2 separate regions of the Sminthopsis crassicaudata genome follow, and region 2 is linked to region 1. The links are chromatin contacts, called in public Hi-C maps. All regions are on one chromosome and are shown on one strand. The core of a region is the stretch at or near the end of the contact, and the rest is flanking DNA. Distances in the headings are between cores, read along the strand shown. Region 1 holds the start of WASHC1 (WASH complex subunit 1). Region 2 holds the start of SLC6A12 (solute carrier family 6 member 12).

Region 1 (3,064 bases), core at 220-2,719:
CTCGGCTCCCCGGTGCCAGTGGAGCACAATCACACTGAAGACGGCACTGATTTGATTGGCAAGAGAAGTGCCAAGCGGAATATTAAGGCGAGGGCCCCTATAAATAGGACTAATCACGGTCCTAGCCCTGAAAGTGGCGGGGAGGACATTCATCAGCACCAGCTTCCCAGCCTCGGATCTAGGAACCGAGGGGGGATGGGAGATCGGCGAGGGAACCACGTCCCCCACTCTGCGGGCTGGGTGAGGCCGGGAGCAGGGATGCTCCTGCTTTCCTCCTTCCACCGCAGCCCCTCCGTGAGATCAGAAGAGGCTGCCCGGGCTCCCTCGGGGGCCTCATGCTGCGAGCAGGGCCCGCGGACGCGGAAGCCAGGCCACTCTCACTAGAAGGCGCGCGTCGCTCCGCGAGCCCCCAGCCTCATTCCGCCTCCTGCTCCGCCCCGCCCGGTCCGCCTCTCTGGGGGTTCAAAGCTTCAGCCACCAGGGGAAGGATGTTCGGCCTGACAAAAGGAGGGGTCCCCCACAGCACATTACGTCACTGAGAGCTGGGCCAGTAGGGGCACTCCTACCCAGCGAGTTCCAAAGGAGAGAAGGGGTTGGCCGTCTGAGGACACCGTAGTTGGAGGCCTAGCAGGATCGCAGAGAACGTTCCCCGACGGGTCGGGGAGGAGTCTGCGGAGTCACGTGAAAGCCTGGAAGGCAGGCGGGGCAGGCTTCCGGGAGTGGGGGCGGCCGGGATCCCAGACGGGGCGGCTCCTTTCTTCCCCAAGTCCCGGTCCTGGGCTCCTCTGGCCAGGCTCAGGTCTCTGGGGGACGGAAAGAGTCGCTGTGTCCTCCGGTCCCTCGCGTGCCTCTCTCCCCACAAAGGAATCCCTTCCCGCCCCCGAGATTCTGACTCACCCCCACCCCAGCTCGGCCCAGGCACCGCGGCCGCTCCTCTGGATTTGGACGCCCCGGGCCTGGCCCGGCAGTCCGGCGGGAGTCTGACGTCCCTCGTTTCCGCTTCCCTCCCCCTCCTCCGGCCGCCGGGTCCTAGCGCCCTCCTCTCAGTGCAAGAGTGAGCGTGGGAGCTTCCCCAATCTCCGTGGGTCTCTCGAATCTCCGTGGCCCTGGATTCCTTCCTCCCTAGAATCCTCTCCCTGCTTTCCCTGATCGAGCCCGGCTCTGCCCTTACCCGAAATCCGCCCTGCTGGCGGTAACTCCCGTTGCCCGACCCCCACGCTCACGGGCCTAACTTTGACCCGCGGGCCCAAGCTGTCTTTTCTTGTGGAGCCTGCGGGAATGAGGGCGGCTGAAGGAGGCCATAGCAATCCCAGGCCTCGTTCTAAAGCCGCACAGTTTGAGGGGTGGAAGCCCGGGGATCCTTGGAACCATTGGTCCAACTTGTACTTGAAAGGAAGCTCCCGCCCCTGGGATAACGTGCTAGTCTAGCGCTCAGCAGCCTCCATCGCGGAGGGAAACCTGAGACACCTCGCATTAGGTGTTCCGTGGTGTGGTTTTTTTTAACTGAGAATGGTTGCTAAGGGGAATCCCTCATCGATCTGACGTACCGCTAGGGATCAATTAATAGGCGTTTATTAAGTTCTTGACCTTTTTTTGAGTCTTACATCCTGATGAAGCCGATATGTTTTGAAATGATAATAGCATTTACATGGCAATTACCAGGAGCTTTACAAATATCCGATCCCTGCAATCCCGGGAGGCAGGGGTTAGGGTCATGCTCACTTTCCAGCTGAGGGCGGTGGCCGCGTCCCAGAGCGTCAGCCTCCGCGGTTCGGATTTGGTGAAGACCGGTTCGGATTTGGTGAAGACGTTCTGCGTTTGAATCTTGCTTCTGTGTTTTTAAATCTTGTGACTCCTGGCCAAGTGCTCTGTCCACTATGACATCATTTCTAATGCACTGAGTAAGTTTGTAAAGGAAACTGATTATGTGAAAATTATAAAAGTACAGTGTCCTAGGTTCAGAATCTAAAAATCAGTGTCCTGTTCCCAGTTTTTCCAGTGCTGAATATACAGAGGCACAAGACACACTAACTCCATGTGTGTGTGAGAATATATATGTATATAGGCACAAACAACCTATATCAAAATGATCAAAACCCACTTTTCAAATAATTAATCTAGATGAAAAACCTTCCTTGAATCCGACATAATTTGTTCTGTAGTTCTCTAAAAAATACCAGTTACTGTTCTTGGTGATAGTGGGTATGAAATTATGTACTATTATTGTATGCATGTGGATTAATTGCTTTGACCTTCAGTGCCCTCTTCTCTATTTTTCCCTTCTCCCAGAGTGGCCTCCAGAATACCTATCTGTGTGGAAGCCCGTGAGATTCATCTCGAGGATGGATAACTCAGGCTCTGTTTGCTCTGAAACAACAATGTCCTAGGAAGAACAGCATCAGGGTGGTACACGAGGACATCCCAGTTGCAAAACATAGGGAAAACACTAAAGCATAGGATGAAGGAAAGGTGGCGGTGAGGATGGCATGGTGCCCCTGGGGATTTTAGAGACTGGGCCTTTCTCACAGAAGGGGCACGGAAGAGTAACAGTTCAAATCCATGTAGGACTTTACAAAGTGCTTTCTTAACAACCCAATAAGAGAGAGATTGCAAGTGTTTTTAACCTCATTTTACCGAGGGGGAAACTAGGCCAGAGAGAATATGACAATGTCACTCAGCTAGTAAATTTGAAGTCAAGAATTTACTGATTCTAGGCCCTACGTTACAGAAATTTTCTATTTCTTTGTCCTATTGATGCTAAAATCAGAACACAATGCCTTCTTCAGATTTTTTTATTTTTAATTTTTCATTAGATATTTGCTTCTAATCACTAGAGGAACACATACAAAAACGTAAAGAAATAGGCTTCCCTCCTCCCCCTTTGTTCCCTAGTGTGTAACAGTGGAAAAATTGCTGGATTTAATATCTAAAACCCATTGATAACCCTGTAATTGGGATCATATCTTTATTCTAGGCATCCTTTTCCTTGTCTCTATACATATGACTGTTCGGGTGCTCCTCGTATTTTCTTATTCACCCTTATTCTCTCAAATTCTGGCCCCCT
Region 2 (3,202 bases), core at 163-2,662, 260 kb after region 1:
CTCCATGCTCTGTAATCTTAGTATCACCTCTGCCATCCACCCATGTCCTTTAAGGGATGAAGTCTGGCACAGGGGAAGGAAGAGGAGAATGGGAAGGGAGAAGGAGGAGGGAGAAACCTGCTCAGTTTGTCTACGAAGACAGAAGCTCAATCCCACGCTGGGCTCTGCAAAAGTTGTAAGAGAACTAGTAAAGTCCACAATTTCCCAGCCACCTTCCCAAGTGCAGAAGTCAGATTCTGGTTCCAAGGCTGAAATATCCCTCTGTACCCTGCCCCAGGCAGGAGAAAAATCATTTGCTCCCTCACCTCCCCATGCATTTGGGCAATGTCCACTCTCTGAGTGCCCACTCACTGAAGGTTCCAGGGATGATACACTCCCTGTTCTCTGAGGCCCTGCCCAGTCTCCACACCCACATACCAACGCCTGTTTCCACACACACACACACACACACACACACACACACACACACACACACTCACTCTTGTCGTTCCTGGTCACGTCCTTCTGCACACACATACCTGTGTTCACAACACCAAAACCTGAGGGCCTCTGTCCACCTAGTCTGTCCTTCACACCTAGTGGGCAAGTTTGTACCTATGCTACCTTCCCCCCCCTTCATTCTCTCATTCTATCCCTGGTCAACTGTTCACACCCCAGGAGACACATGCATTTTTGTACACCCCTTCCTCAGTCATCTCAGACCCCAATTAACTTTCTCTTTCGTGGAGAAGCATGTGGCTGTCACCGCTAACTCAGAATGGCAAGAGATACCTCTCACTACATCTCATCTCAATAACCTGGTTTTATTGCAGTCTACCTCCCCTCCCCCATCCCCAGATAGGTCTTTGACCCACCATATAGTCAGCTTCCATGCCCCCACTACACTGGCCAGCCAGTCTTTTATCTCACCTGCTACCTCTCCCTACCCCTTCTCCTTATCTCTCTCCTTTGTTGTCCATCCCATCTGGTACCTGACCCCCTTTTTCCTAGGGCATATGGGCATCTACTTCCTTTAGCAATCTCTGTCCTCTTAGTCTTCCCTGTCTAAACATATCTATGTATTTAGAAATCCAGGCAGTGAGACTGCAATAAAGGAAAATGACATTTCCATGTCAAGATTCCTCTAAAACTAGATCCTGTCTTTGCTCTTAGTGTATCTTGGAAGAAGGATCTCCTACTCCGGCTCCCTTTCCCCCCATCCCATGACTACTTTCTAGTCGAGGATCTTAAAGCTCAACTAAATTTCCTTTTATTCAGAAAAATCCTTTCTGAAGGCAGCTTTCAAATTCGGTGACAACAGTCCCAAGTCCTCCATCTCACCTCAGTCCCAACTCCAGGTTCCTGTGGTCAGCTCAGCCTTGGGCCATCGGGTCCTGGGACAGGCACTCAGGAAGCTTCTGGCTTGCAAGAAAGCCAAAAGAAAGGGGGCCTGGGAAGAAAACACCACTCCACCTTCACTCCTCCTACTTTCCCTCCCACCTCCTGAATCCCATCAGTTGTCCCAGGACTCCCAGACAGAGAGCTGCTCTGTGTGTGTGTGTGTGTGTCTGTGTGTGTGTTTGCATGCACCCGTATGTCAGGAGGGAGGTATGGGAGTGGGGAGGTGGCTGACAGAGAAACACCACAAGCGACAGGAGGGACTGGCCAAATATCTGTGAACATGATTACAACATCCAACCCCAGGAAGTCAAGTCCCCAGGGTCTAACCGATGCCCCCTGCCTCCAACCTTCTAATCCCTCCCTGGACACAGTCCTAAAGCTTTGCCTCTTTACAACTGAACTGAATTACTACTCTGAAGGGCCTGGCAGACAAGATCCTCTCATTACCATCAGATATCTCCCTTCTCCTCTCAAACCTTCAAATGCAAAAGACCAGGGATGGGGATGAGTGGAGAGGGATAGCACGGACTTGCTCACTGACTCTTAGGTCAGGAGTGGTGGTCTGGTGTTTTTGGCAAGGAACTGGGAGGTGAGCCAGTCTTAGAGTTACTGGACTTTTCCACAAGCATTAGCCTTTCAGAAAAACTTTCAGAAAGACACACTGAAATTGGACTTGGAGTCCTATCCTATCCCTCATCAGGGGAACATGGATCATAGTTTCTTCCTCTGTAAAATGTCCAACTGATATCACAGGGGCAGGTGGAAAGGCAAGTGCTTTGTAAACTATAAAATGCTGTATTCATGAATCCTCATTTTTATTATTGACATCCAAAATGAATCCAGGGGGGTAAGGATAGCTCCATTAAGTGTCAATTTCCCCAAAACTAAGAGCCAAGATACTTAAGACAGTACCTGGCCCCTAGCAATAGAAATGGCCTTCTGATTATTCCCCTCAGTCCTAATATATAAACAGATGGAACCTGTCTCTAACAGTGAGCCTTACCTAGTAGATGCTCAGCAAAGATCCTTAGGGGAAAAAACCCCTCTAATACATATAGCCTTTTTTTCTTGTTTTTTTTTTTTCTTTTCTCATATCTACCATGAAATTATTACTTGAGGACAGAATTCATCTCATGTCCTGTCATAGTGCCTAGTCTTGACCACAAAGACCACCAAGGTCATGCAGCTGACATGGCCAAAACTCACTGTGACACACAGTTCTAAAATAATACTGTCTAGCATGTACACACACATATCCAAATAAATAAACTCATAAACTTATACCTGCAAGGCTTTTTAGAGTTTATTTAGTCCAGCCCTTTTATTTTACAGATGAAGAAACTGAGGTTTAGATAGATTTTTTCATAATGGTGACAAGAGGACTTGAAGCCAAATTTCCTGATTTCAGGTGTTTGGATCTTTCCATAATACCCCTCCTGCCTCTGAAAGTGGCTGTATGGCCCAAAGAAACAGAGATCCAGGCAGAGGGGGAGGGGGAGGACGGGGGAAGACAGTACATTTCCTTTCTCATCTACTTCCTCTTCAAAAATGAGTTCTTCCTCATTCAGGATGAAGTGTGAAGTGGGTGAATCATGGCTTGTAACTTTCCACAGGGCTACTGCCCTGTTTCCAAACCACAGTCAGCATCTTCCTGCCTAGAAGATTATACAGAATGATTCCCAGGTAATAGGCTGCTCATTTAATCATCAGCTACCCTCCAAGAAGAGAACTGGGAACTTCACATACTCCATTCAGTGAAGTTTACATTGCATCCATCCACAGAAAAATGGCACTTTGAAAAAATACTCTTTGTTCAGCACGC

What was found. Hi-C and Micro-C count contacts between places; a contact is called where the count stands out from the background.
Region 2: a Hi-C map of hippocampus shows a contact between it and region 1, with 2.0 times the contacts expected there. The contact joins the promoter of SLC6A12 here to the promoter of WASHC1 in region 1. A contact is called at or near these places in 2 of 2 Hi-C or Micro-C datasets (fibroblasts and hippocampus).

The regions. Positions count from the first base shown.
Region 1 is chr5:195,400,107-195,403,170 of ASM4859323v1, forward strand. It overlaps WASHC1 (WASH complex subunit 1), which reads right to left and starts at 1,470. Exons shown (of 11, transcript XM_074269307.1): 1 at 1,172-1,470. It overlaps LOC141543692 (a long non-coding RNA gene), which reads left to right and starts at 581. Exons shown (of 2, transcript XR_012482492.1): 1 at 581-1,901; 2 at 2,290-2,599.
Region 2 is chr5:195,658,989-195,662,190 of ASM4859323v1, forward strand. It overlaps SLC6A12 (solute carrier family 6 member 12), which reads right to left and starts at 1,413. Exons shown (of 15, transcript XM_074269333.1): 1 at 1,321-1,413.